Linked DNA regions of Sus scrofa: all the other regions are linked to region 2. Evidence: chromatin contacts called from public HiChIP or PLAC-seq data. All regions are on one chromosome and are shown on one strand. The core of a region is the stretch at or near the end of the contact, and the rest is flanking DNA. Distances in the headings are between cores, read along the strand shown.

Region 1 (4,782 bases), core at 1,401-3,900, 260 kb after region 2:
ACTGAGCACTTGAAATGTGGCTAGTGAGGCTGAGAAACTGACATTTTAACCTTATTTAACTGATCTAAATTAAAATAGCCACTGTAACTCAATAATTACAAACACAACTCTTTTGGAAAAAAGAGACAAAAAATCAGAACAGACTTTTTTCCAAAGAGGAAATACAAATAGCTAGTGAGCACATGAAAATATGCTCAATATCAATAGCTGTTATGTAAATGCAAATCAAAAGCACAATAAGATAGCATTTCACATCAGCTAGGATGGCTAGAGTATAAAGAATTGAAAACAACAAGTGTTGGTGAGAATGGGAAAAAGCAAAAGCCTTATTTATTTCCACCAGGATCAATAAAATGCTGCAGCTCCTTTGGAAATAGTCTGGTTAAACACAGGAGTTCCCGGGTGGCTCAATGAATTAAGGATCTGGGCTTGTCACAGCTGTGGTGAGGAACCAGGAACTTCTTCGTACCACAGGCATGGCCAAAGGGGGACAAAAAGGGTTAAACATAGAGTTAGGATATAATCTAGTAATTCCACTCCTAGGAACATGCCCAAGAGAACTGAAGAGAAATGAAAATCCATTCACACAAAAACTTGTACATGAATATTCAGAGCAGTATTTATAAAACTAAAAGTTGGAAACAACCTAAATCTCCAACAACAAATGAATGAATTAAACAAAATGTGGAATATGCATGCAATTGACTATTATCAAGTCATAAAAAGGAACTCTTTTTTTTTTTTTTTTTTTTTTTGGCCTTTCAGGGCCACTCCTGGGGCATATGGAAGCTCCCAAGCTAGGTGTGGAATCTGAGCTGTAGCCATAGGCCTACGCCGTAGCCGAAGGAACGCCAGATCTGAGCTGCATCTGTGACCTACACCACAGCTCATGGCAATGCTGGATCCTTAAACCACTGAGTGAGGCCAGGGATCAAACCTGCATCCTCATGGATACTAGTTAGATTCATTTCAGCTGAGCCAGGATGGGAACTCCTATTTCTTTTTTTTTAAGTGCTGACACATGTTCCAACTTAAATGAACCTTAAAAAATGTATGCTAACTGAAAGAAGCCAGACATAAAATGCCACATATCATATAATTCCATTTATGTATAATGTGCAGAACAGACAAATCCGTAGGGACAGAAAGTAGATTTGTGTTGCCACGGGCTGGGGGAAGGGGGAATGGGGAGTGACTACTAATGAATATTGGAATCTTTTGGTAGTGATGAAAATATTCTAGAATTAAATAGTGGTGACAGTTGCATAATCTCATGAATATATAAGAAATCACCAAAATATGCACTTAGTATGGTAAATACTATGGACTATGAATTGTATCTCAATTACAAAAAAACCCGTTTTGAATAGTCCTAGCTGGCTATCATATTAGATTGTGTGGATCTAAGTGAACAGAACAATCTTGTTCTCCTATCCCTACCTGTCTTTTAGCTACAAGTGGCCAGGCAACCTTATTCCACCCAAAGAGACATAGGCAGAAATCCAGTAGGAGAGTTTTTGGAAAAGCTTTTACTTTTCTCATTTTTAAAAAAGATGAACAAAAAGAAAAAGGAGATACTGCTTTCTCCATTTTTTCCCCACTCTTCTAGTATTAAAGGTGGATGCAATGTCTGGAGCTACAGCAATGATCTCATAACCATGAGGTTACTAGCCTGAAGGAAAAGTCTACACAACTAAAGATATGCTCATTTTGACATGGTCTAATCACCTTTGGACTTTTATTTAAGAGCAAGAGAGTAGGAAATCAAGTCTACTTGTTGAAGCCACTGTAAAACGGCCATATTTTCAGAGTTAATAAAATATATAAGGCAAAAAAAAAAATTCTGTCGCTTGTTAAGTACTACATAAGTGTTAGGCATGATTACTGTCATTATAACTCGCATCGCATCGCAACCCTTTTTTTTTTCACCATCAAATCCACTGAAACCCCTTTTTAGACATACCTTTCCTATCCCTGCCCTCATGAAATTTTAATACCTATACATATCTGTTTACATTGTTAGGTAGGGATGGGCTTTAGAAGGCTACACATCACTGCAGTATCTCAGATACTTTCATCCTCCAAAAACCAATGTTTGCACTTTTGCAAATATATTCCTGATATATGCTTCTTCCCCAGGGCAACCCGTTGATTTAAATAAGAGCTTCTTGCTATTATCATGAAGCTGAATGCATTCCTAACTGATTCATCTTCCTCCACTGCAACCAATGGATTTATAAGAGCTGACATGATTGTAGAGACCCTGCCTCACTCACCGCACCAGATTCCCCTGGGAATGGACCACTGACTAAAGCTGAGATCATTATAACATACCACTCCCTGGGACTAGTTGAAAGGATGTAGACCTGACCCATATGAAAATAATCAAAATTCTTCCCCAGGACTTTGGAAATGGAGAATAGACAAAGCATAGATCAGCTGTTCTCTGCTGCAGGAGCTCTGGTTCCTGAGCCTGAGGACTCCCTGTAGCCTGTAAGGGAACCTGGACAACAGGAAGGAAAGCAGCATTTAGGAACAAGAGACAAGGCCCATGATTCGGAGATGAATAGAACAGCGTGGGCCTAAGGAGGTCCCAGTCTAGCAGAGGGAATCATTGCAACAGGATGTGCTAAGTGCTGGGAGTAGCCCTGGGCTACAGTTACTCAGAGGAGAAGCCCTGGAGGGGCTGGCAGAGGCTTCCTGGGGATGAGACACTAGAATTGCGCCTATGGCCACATCACAAGAAATGACACATGGCGGTGTGCCCACAGTCAAGCCAGCTCTGCTGTGGATGCTAATCCACACACCTCAGTAAAGCAGAGAGCACAGTGTCAGCGAACAATTATCACTTGGAGCGTAGTACCAACATATTTATCAATAACCCTTGTTTTCGTTTTCCTGAGGTAAGGAATCTGAAATATAGAAAAATGTATTGAACAAAAAAGCAACTCTAAGCTCACGACAGAGTTATATCTGTTTTTATAGAAAAACAACTCCACTGAGGTCTGCTGCTCACATTTTCCTACAGCCTCTTCCAGCCTTTTCCAAGTCCCCTCAAGAGCAGCGAAATATTTTCTGTTTTGAGCCTCCCCAAAAGCTTTTGGTTTAGGCATTAGACTTGATCCCACCATACGATGAGGAAACACGAGCTTGGTGAACTTAGAAGAGCCGAGAATCACTCTTGAGCAAGTGGAGCAGATGTGATTCTGTACCAGACTCTCTGACTCCAAAGCACAGCCACCCCTCAACCCCCACCACCTGATTCCTCCACAAATATCTGACCACAAGAGGGAAACAATCAGAACGAATGTCCCATTGCTCCAGATATCCTCCACCTGCCTCTTCAGATGCACCCCCTAACCTTCTCCACCCTGCTTTCTCACCCAGGATGGTGGTGGTATGAATCACAGCCAAAGCCCCGTCCCACCCCACCCCTGCTGCCCCCCGCCCTCTGGCCTGGAACTGGTTTGGCCAAGGAGGGGACACTGAGGGACATCAGAAGACCAGAGGGAAGTGTGGCCTGGCGGTGACTCTCTACCAATGGTCAAACTCCTGAGGCTCTCTGCAGATCATCTCTCCAGGACCTGGTAACACGCCCACCCACACCCTTGTCCTTGGCACCGGCGCCCATTCTGGGCGCCCAGGGGTCTTGTGTACATTCCCCTGTGGTTTCCCCACACTTGCCCATTCTTCTTAAATTACCCCACTGGTGTGTGCCACCTGCTTTTTGCAGGGACTCTGGTTAATACACTGACAAAACAGGATGGACACAGGCATTCCAGTGGGTACTGGATGAATACCAGTGGAGCCCTCTCCCACCTTCTCACTCTTCTCCTTATGCCAGTTTCCAGAGAGGGAAGACAAAGAACAGCTACGATTATGTGAAGATGGAAGTTAAGGTAGACAGGTCAGAATCCTACCTGCTCTATACCCCTTGAGTACACATAAGGTTTACAAGTAACCAGAATCTGAAGGAAGCCATGTTTGTGGTAGAGATTTGGGACTTAAAAAAAAAAGCTTTTTGCCAAGACTGAGTAATATTCCAGGTCACTATTAATCAACTTTTCCTTTTCACCTCCACCTTCCTTCCTCTTCCTGGTCCTTCAAAAGCTGAATTCCTGCACCAACAGAAGAGATCAAATTAATTTTAGCACATGCAAGGTTAAAAGCTGTCAATTCCAAGATCCATTTTTCCTTAACTAATAAAAATGGGTGTCAAAATAGTCATGTTAGAACAAAAATTCAAACACAGTTTGAGAGAATTACCTTCACGATTTCCCATTTTCCAATGGATTTATGTAAGAAATACATACTAAAAGGTCAAAAGAACTTCTAGCGAGAGAAAAACATCAGGAAAGTGACCTCGGAGAGCACTTAAACTGACCTTGGACTCATGACTTTATCGCAAACCCTGAAAGTAAAAATCTTTTGCAAAACAAGCCACCAAAGAATAAATGGAAACCTTTCTATATTTTTTCCACATATAGGCTAGGTTTGCTAGTCCCCAACAAAATTACAAATACCAGCTTGTTCTTAAAGACGTAAAAGGATGAAAATGTGCTAGTCTGTGCTGTTTAATCAATAGACCCGAAAGATGGCATTGATAATTTAGCACTTGCAGTTACTTTTCAAGGCTGGTTTCTTCTTCATTTGCCAAATAAATCTTGCTCAGCTTTGTCTCCCTATTTGCTCATTCTCCTTTTCCCCCCTCTAACAAACACAATCAAATAATCAGCTGCTGAGGCCCGCTGACTCCGCTTCCCAAACACACTGACTGCATCC
Region 2 (4,162 bases), core at 1,380-3,879:
AAAGACATAAATAGAGTTAAAGCTTCAGTAATCTTCTAGCACAAAGCCCCGTTGTGGGGGGTGGTATGGATATTCCAAAGCTCGAAAATGCCAAGAGGGATTCAGACTGGTGGTGTTAAGCCCCCAACGTAATCAGAAATTCCCTTTGAAACGTACAGTTGAAAAAAGAAAGAAAAAGAGAAAGAAAAGGAAGGCCTTTCAGAGGGCTAGCTCGCTGACTCCTCCCAGAATGGTCTGATCCCCTCGGCTGCTGAAGCAAGAGGTCAGATCCCCAGACGGAAAATTAATCTCTAAGAGTCGCTGGATAGAATTTCTAATTCACCAGTGCCAGGACACGCGGTCTGTTTCCAGCCAAGGAGGACAGGGCTGAGGCTTTAGCTTCCCTAGCCCACTGTACACAGTCAAGCCAAGCTGACACCACCCCCCAGGAGCCCACAGCATCCAACAGTCAAGTGGACACAGGGGTCTCACTGAGAGTCCCTGAACCCACCTTTCCCAACGGGTTCCATTTTGAAATACTGTGTGATTGTATTATTATTAGAGTTAATTAATAATTTTGGGTTATTGCCTTTGAAACCGGAGTCCAGTGCTTCTTAAGTTCAAATGAGACCCTCCAAGGCTGCCATGTGGTGGGGAAAGGGAGGGAGTGACACAGCAAAGAGGAGACACGGCTCAGCTTCTATCTGTTTGATACACTGGCCTTACAAATGGTCCACAACTTTACATTCTGTGAAAACCAGAACCTGATTCTTTCAGTGTAAAGATGAGGAAACTGAGGGCCAAAGAGGTTGACCTCTTGTCCTGGGTTATACATCGAGTTGTTCAGTCACTGAACCAACAAGTGAAGCTGGGGTATGTATCCTTGAAAAAAGAGTAACTGAGACTCACAAGGAACAGTCTGGGGTGGGGCCGGTATGAACACGGAAAGCTGTTTGCAGAGACAGGGCTAAGAGCTAAGTGGGGTTAGCTTGGATTTTACCGGCTAAGGGCTTCCAATCCACATTCCTCCAGTGCAGCACCGTTCCTTTCAGTGGCTGGCTTTTTGGGTAACCAGCCTTCTCAGGCAGCTCAGGGGGAATATGCAATCTCTGCCAACTTCACCTCCATGGTAATACAACACCTGCTCATGCCATACCTGCTACCAGTTACGGATAAGGGAGACTGGGATCCTTCCCGGAAGCTCACCCCCAGGTGGGGTAAGCCGACACTGAAACACCCTAGGGCAGCACTGCAGAGAAGCAGTGGTGAGGGGGTGCGTGTAGACGTGGGCCCACTGTGAGGAGTATCCCAAGGCAGCTTTACAGATGGGTTCCAGTATTATTCCAGTGAGCAGTCCACAGGCTCAAAACATGGCAGGAGTGTATCTTACTAGCTAGCTAACCTTGGGAAAGTACTTAACCTCTTTGTGATTTGGCCTCCTTATCTGTAAAGGCCTCCTTATCTGCAAAGCACAAGACAGATCAGGACCTCATGGGATTTTTGTGAGGATTAAGTGAGTTAATCCATAGTCATACACACAATGACTGCTGACACTTCCTGACTACCCTCTGTTATCGTTTCAGGAGCCCCTTGAAGAGAAGGGTCCCAGTCCCCACCACACCACAATATGCCAGATTCACTAAAGCTAGCGGCTTCCTCATCGTCTAAGCACTTGCTCGAATCTCCGCTTTAGGATTGTCTGTAATTTTCTCCTCCATCGATTTCTGTCTGTAGCCGTTAGTCCGCTTCCTAGGGTGAAAACAACTGCTGTCATCCAGTTATCTGAACCAGCCTGGCCTGTCCGGATCCCTCCTCATCAGAGATGCCGACAGCTGAAAGTGACATGGCCAACTTGGTAGGAGTTTCAGTCTGATCAACTCCATCCAACACCCAGGCTCCTCTGGCCAAAGTGTCAGCTGAGGGGGAGGGGGAGGGGAAGGGAGGTCAATTGTGAGGTGGGGTGAAGCAGTTGCTGGCTTCCCATCTCAGCGGCCTTGTCTCAGAAGGTGCCTTGTCAGTCCCCATGTCCCCAAACATGTAACACTCTACACAAAGGCACTCTGGTGAAACAGGATAACTTCCTAGGGGCATTTAAAGTGTTCCCTTTCAATTTCAGGGAGTCTTCAAAACTGTTGGAGATACATAATAAATCTTTGCTGTTACTCCCAGGCTTGAAATAATTTACAGGCTTTTTTTCTTCAGCAGGAAGCAGTGTTATCATTTAAGAAGCACTTAATGTTGTTCATTTTTTAAAAATGAGACTATTAGCTTATTACATAAAAAAAAAAAAAAAAAGATAGATAAGAGTCAGGGGATGTTGGGCAAAGGATGCTCCCAGGACTCCTGATCCAGTTTATAGCAATCTGTTTCTAGCTGACAATCCCTACTCCCCATCAAGTGTGGCCCTTACATACTAAGCTTTCTATTGTTACTCCCCAGTTGGGATCCTTCCTAGGACTTGAGTGGATATCTTTTTTGCCTGTGTTATTCTTCGGCTTTCATTACCAACTATCTGAAAAGTCCACTTCCTGCTGCTTCTCTGCTCTCCCTAAGTTAGCATTTCCATTTCAAGCCCTCCGTCTTATACAAAACCACACTTCTCTTTCTTGCTTGTAGCTGTTACCAGGGAGCAGCTTATGTAATGGTACTCTCTGGTTTCAGGTTGCTTCATTTTTATTCTTCTAGCCTGACTGTCAGCTCCTTGAAGGTGGGGAACCTGCCCTTGTTTTTCCTCTTGTTCTTTTTTTAAACCTGTAAAACATTAGGCCCTCTCTCCTAAAATCCAATCCTTTGATGTCACCAGTAGAAACAGTGTATTTTCTGTACCAGACAGAAAACAGTGTATTTTTCTGTACCAGACAGAAAAACCTGTATTCAAATATTCAGCTTGAATATTAACAGCCAGTCTGACCTTGGGTACGTTCTTTTAATTTTCTGAGTCTGTTTTCTCATTTGTAAAAATGAAAATAACAAACTTCGAACATAAACTTATTATGAGAACTACATGAGAAACTTTAAATGTTGGTTCTGCAAGGAAATTTCTAAGCGACCAGAGCAATATGAGTTACACATGCAGCTTTCTTGTAATTTGCTTTGAAACAGGAAGAAAATTTGGAAACCTTGAGGAAGAGATATGTTTCAAGAAACATAAACTCTGAGACATACAGACTTCAATTCCTCATGCCATTACTTAATAGCTGTGTGACTTTAGGGAAACTGTTTGCCCTTTCTGAGTCTCTAAATCCTCACTTGCATGATGAGAATAATCACATATATAGTATGGTGAATGGTCCAGAGTGCTGGTTCAAGAAAGAGGAGTTTCTATTCCTTTTGACTAGACACTACCTTGAACTGTGCCCAGCTCTGACTTGTAATCCAGTCAGATCTCCTCCGGAAAGTGGTAAGTTACGTATGGCTACAGGCTCCAATGCCTAACTCAGAGCGGGGTTACTCAGATCTGGGCATTCGCTAAAGTTGCTTAGGTCAATTTTCGTCCTTTGCATGCCACTTAGTCAAAGTGGACTGCTCTCCATGGTAACCAGCCACCCTTTCTCCCATTGGCCTAGCTCATTCCAATGGGAGGGGGGAATGGATTCACCATAAGGATTGACTTCTCTTTTAATATTTAAAAGCAACTCTATTACTCAGAATCCAGTCAGGAGATGAGAAGCCACTCTAGGTCGTTCAACAAGAACTGAGTGCAGGAAATTTGTTCATAGAAGACAGAAGAAACTAAAGCCGGGCAGATGATGTTGAAGGAACTGAAGAGATCAGCAAAGGCCAAAAGCTGCTACTCCTCTTAGGGATCAAGAGATGATGGGAGGCATTGGAGGGACCAGAGCCAGGGGCTGGTGATGCCAGGCTGGAGGTGAAACCAAAGAAGGGCTGAGCGGTCAGAATGGGGCAGCTGCTATAGTGAAAGAAACAACCTGACTTCTCCCTGCTTCCCGCATGTCAATCTTCCATCAGTATTTCCCATTGGCCAAACTTACTCAGTGGCCAGCTGCAAGGGAGCCTGGGAAATGCAGTACACAGCAGGACAGGGGTGAACAAGCCATCGGAGAGCAAGCAGGCAAATGAGTGGCCCAGCCATCTTTCAGTAACATATACAAGGTGCTAGTACAATGTGTGATTTATGGCCAGCTGCTAATGGTAGGTATCATCATAAATATCATTCTAATTT
Region 3 (4,371 bases), core at 1,766-4,265, 450 kb after region 2:
ATAATTTCAAAAAGTCCTTGACTGGAAGATAAAATGTGTGCTTTTATGTGTACCAAAGGCCATCTTTAGACTCTTCCCTCATTTATTTTTATGGAATCAATTTCCTTAAGATTCAGAACTATGATGTGGTAAAATGAGAAAGAACTGGGGTGGTGAGGGGAAAGATAACAGATTTCCAGAGCCAGACAGAACCTCGGGTGGTCTAGGGAGTCTTGCCCATGCCCACCTCTCCAGGACTCTCCTCTTCACTCCCCATGTGCCAGCTGTGCTGGACTCCTCCAAACTTTCCTAAGACTCCAACCTTCCAAGTCCGTCTTCTGGAAAGCTCTTCCTCATCATGCTTCCTTTGGCTAATTCATGTACAGTCTTCAAATCTCAATGTTTATGTCATTCTTCAAGGCCCTTCCCTATTATACTTATTTTTTTTCTCCTTCCTGATAGCTAAAGTGTAGTTGTGATCATTGGAGTCTGAGCAGCCATTTTGGACCATGAGGTAGAAGTTAAAGCTTATAGATGGCAGAACTGCAAAACAGAAAAAGCCTGGATCCCTGAAGTTGTTGTAAAACTGCCTGCCAGTTCTAAATTTCCCACCTCAGGATTTATTTATTTTTTTCTAATTGGGGTAAATTTAATGTAACATAAAATTGGCCATTAATCATTTTAAAGTATATAATTCAGTGGCAGTTAATAATTCATTAGGTTATGAAGTGATTGCCCCATCTAGTTCTAAGATATATTAATCACCTCAAAAGGAAGCACCATACCCTTCAAATAGTTACTCTCCATTCCCTTCAAATAGTTACTCTCCATTCCCTCTTTCCCTCAGTCACTGGAAACCATGAGTCTGCTTTCAGTTTCTCTGGATTTCTCTATTATGAATATTTTATATACATGCAGTCATAGTATATGTGACTGTGTCTTGCTTCTGTCACTTTGCATAATGATTTTGAGATTCATCCATCTTGGATGATGGATTATATATCAGTATTCTCTTCCTTTTTATGACTGAACACTAGTTCGCATATACCACATTTTGTTTATTCGTTCATCTGTTGATGGACATTTAGGTTGTTTTCACTTTTTTGATTAATGTGAGTAGTGTTGCTATGAACATTGGTGTACAGGTATCTCTAGATTTCTTTTACATAAGAGAGGAATATATTTCTATTTAACCCATTGTTATTTGGATTTTTGTCATTCTCACTGATCATACTTTTAGGGACCTAGCAATTACAATGTTTTTTAAAAATTGTATCTTCTTCCATATCCTGTATGGAAATAGAGAACATTAAGAAGCAGAAGAATCTATGTTATCGTTTTCTCTCTACCAACATTTCCTGTGTTTCTTTGGGCCTCAGCAACTTTATCTATAAAATGGGGGTAAACAGGCACTTGAAAGCAGAGGTCTAAACCAGATAATCTCTCTCCTGGTCTCTTGTGTTTGTTTCTTCAAAGTATGTTTTGAAAGGGCTAGGGTTACAGGAAACAGCATGAAACCCATTGAAATGTCATGTCACTTTCTTTGAAACACTTTCCCAATTTCATCCCCTTTCATTGTCCTTGAGCTGGATTTTTTGCTTTCATCTCCCTGCCCTGTAGCATGTCTAAAGCTTCATTTTCATAGTCCATCTTAAATTTGTTGTATACATATCTGTTTTCTTGGTAGATCCTACAATCCTTGAAAATAGGTCCTTTAAATGTAGCCTGCTCTTTCAAACAAAGCAATACCCAAAAGTTTAGTACAGCAATAACACATACTCTGGGCATTTCTTATCCAACTCCTTGTTGTTCCCAAGGCCTTTGGATCTCCTGGGTGTTGGTATCTATGTTTTAGTATTTCTTCCAGTTCTTCTTGATAAAGATGTTATTCTTTCAACTGCCAGTCTTGTCCCCACCCAATTCCATCCAGTCATTTGAACTGCAGCTTTTGCCTTGGGTCCACGGAACTCTCAATGGTTCAGTCCCTTTCTCACCCCTTAGCCCCACAGTGGAAAGGAGTTCAGGAAGGTTCTAGGTCATAGGTGCTCAGAAAATATTTAATGAAGGAGTTTTTAAAAGAAAGAAAGACCCATGAGATCCTGTTGTACCTAATCATTTGTGATGGAACATGATGGAGGATAATGTGAGAATAAGAATGTGTATGTGTATATATATATGTGTGTGTGTGTGTGTATGTATGCATATATATATGTATAACTGGGTCACTTTGCTCTACAGCAGAAACTGACAGAACATTGTAAACCACCTGTAATAAAAAAATTTTAAAAAGAAAAAAAAGAACTCACTTGATCAAAGTTGTTGGGTTTTTGTTTGTTTTTAACCAAGTACTAAAACCTAGAAGCAAATCCCAATCCTGGTCCTTTTGGGAAGCTGTATTAGAGATAGAAAGGAAGACAATGAATCAGAATTCTTTAATGTAGGTCTGAAGATATGTTTCTAGTTTCTCTATTTCTCCTTGAACTAAGCATAAGCCAAGAATTGTGCAGCCATCAGAACCTGGAAAAGATGAGTTAGAGTTTCCCTATCTATCTATCTATCTATCTATCTATCTATCTATCTATCTATATTGATACCAATGTCCTTATAGATAAGGAATCTGAGGTTCAGCAAAGTGAAGGGGCAGCCTTAAGTCACAATAGAGTAGCTGAGATTCTATCCCGATTGGGTCTTTGGATTTTCTGCCCCTGTACCCACACTCCCTGGCCTGTGATGGATTCAAATGATGAATGAGGAGGTCCTGTCATGGACTTCCAGCCAACCTGGTTGCAGACACCCCCAGCTTATCAGTCTGACCTTTGGTTTTTCATGGCAAACCCCTGTGTGGAGGAAGCTGCCAACAGGCGGCCAAGGCTCTGTATTGTCCTTATTTAGAATTGCTTTCACTTAAACTGGCTGTACTGTTGCAAAACATGTTTATTTGGTTTCCTCTCCCTCCTGGCTGCTTGACTAGTGTGAGCCCAGAGGACAGCAGCTCCAGCCATCAGACCTAGGCCAGGCAGGGCAGGGCCAGGAGGAAAACATGAGACTCCAGAGAGAGGGCATAGGAGGGCTTAATTTCCCTTCCCAAGTTGTGTGCCAGACAGGATGGACACCCTCTCTTTGGGGCATTGCTGTGGGTCCTGGAGAAAGTGGACCATTCAAAATGCACCCCTGCTGAGACCGATCTCAACTTAGAGTACAAAGAGCTTTACTTTCTTGAAGTCCACACAGTAACAATGTTTTACTTAGTTTAATTAGTTTTAGTATTAACTAATGATAATGATAGTTCTAATAATATAGCAACTTCCTTTTCTTAAATACTTACTATCAACCAAGCAACCTATTTAATCTCATGTAGTTTATTTTGTTTAATATTTAGGATAACCACATTAGATATGTACATTTAATAAAGTTGCTTACTAGACAAGGAAAGTAAGACTGAGAGAAGTCAAAGTCATTTGACTGGTTGGCCACAGGAATGGAGATTTGAAGCCAGATCTGTCTGTGTCTACAGTGTGTAGGGTGTGTTCTCTTATGCAACACCCTTCTTTAGGAACCCCCTTTGTTAGAAGAGTGAGGGTCACAGAACACAGTGACTGGCTGTGTCCCAGCAGAGCTCATTTTCCAGAATTCCCAAACAATGTCCTTGGCAACAGGTTACCCCAGTATAAACCATAATTTTATTTTATTTTATATTTAAGTAAATTTTATTGGTATACAGCTGACTTAGAAAGTCATGTTAGTTTCAGGTGTACAGCAAAGAGAATCAGTCATACATGTACAAATGTCCATTCCTTTTCAGATTCTTTTCCCATATAGGTTATTACACAGTATTGAGTAGGTGACCCCATGCTATACAGGAGGTCCTTGTTACCTATCTGTTTTATATATAGCAGTGTGTATACGTTCGGCCCAATCCTCTAATTTATCCTTCCCTGCCAGTTTGTAAACTGTAATTTTTAAAGGAAGAATTCAAGATTTCCCACTTACTGCCATTTGAAAGGCTTGTTCTCCCCTCCTCTCATCTGTTTAAATCCCATTTTCAAGATGTTATGGTCTTTGGGACCAGTGCATTTCTTCCATGGGCATTTCTGGGAATAAGCTGGCAGTGAGAGAAGAGAGAAAGCTCCAGAGCTGAAAGAAGGCACCTGCCAAGTTCCTTGTGAGAGCTTTAAATGGAGAACATCTTATGAGACATGTCTGCTGGAGGCATCTCACAGAATCTCTTCACTCTTTGGGGGAGTATCCCCATTTTATGGCGAATAAATTGAAGTTCAGAGGCAAGATGTCATTTGTCCCTAGCAGACAGCTGGTAAAGGACTAGAGCTGATCCTCCATCCTGAGTCTTCTGACTGCCTGGTGACTGAACAGAAATACCCTACACAAGCTGGG

What was found. HiChIP or PLAC-seq counts read pairs in DNA pulled down with a chosen protein or histone mark.
Region 1: a contact with region 2 is called in an H3K27ac HiChIP or PLAC-seq map of alveolar macrophages. The contact joins two enhancer-like sites. A contact is called at or near these places in 1 of 47 Hi-C or Micro-C datasets (embryonic fibroblasts) and 2 of 2 datasets of contacts at active chromatin or transcription factors (alveolar macrophages and skeletal muscle).
Region 3: an H3K27ac HiChIP or PLAC-seq map of alveolar macrophages shows a contact between it and region 2. The contact joins two enhancer-like sites. A contact is called at or near these places in 1 of 47 Hi-C or Micro-C datasets (embryonic fibroblasts) and 2 of 2 datasets of contacts at active chromatin or transcription factors (alveolar macrophages and skeletal muscle).

The regions. Positions count from the first base shown.
Region 1 is chr6:153,091,836-153,096,617 of Sscrofa11.1, forward strand. All of the region lies in intron 5 of FGGY (FGGY carbohydrate kinase domain-containing protein), which reads right to left. Among named protein-coding and RNA genes, the nearest start is that of FGGY, 120 kb to the right of the region's middle. Within about 2 kb of position 2,651, at least 3 of the 83 cell types and tissues checked have an H3K27ac peak or open chromatin away from gene starts, as enhancers often do. A contact at or near this core is called in alveolar macrophages, where this site is marked.
Region 2 is chr6:152,829,737-152,833,898 of Sscrofa11.1, forward strand. The region is part of intron 14 of FGGY (FGGY carbohydrate kinase domain-containing protein); the gene reads right to left. Among named protein-coding and RNA genes, the nearest start is that of HOOK1, 120 kb to the left of the region's middle. Within about 2 kb of position 2,630, at least 15 of the 83 cell types and tissues checked have an H3K27ac peak or open chromatin away from gene starts, as enhancers often do. A contact at or near this core is called in alveolar macrophages, where this site is marked.
Region 3 is chr6:153,280,421-153,284,791 of Sscrofa11.1, forward strand. All of the region lies in intron 2 of LOC102165506 (a long non-coding RNA gene), which reads left to right. Among named protein-coding and RNA genes, the nearest start is that of FGGY, 69 kb to the left of the region's middle. Within about 2 kb of position 3,016, at least 13 of the 83 cell types and tissues checked have an H3K27ac peak or open chromatin away from gene starts, as enhancers often do. A contact at or near this core is called in alveolar macrophages, where this site is marked.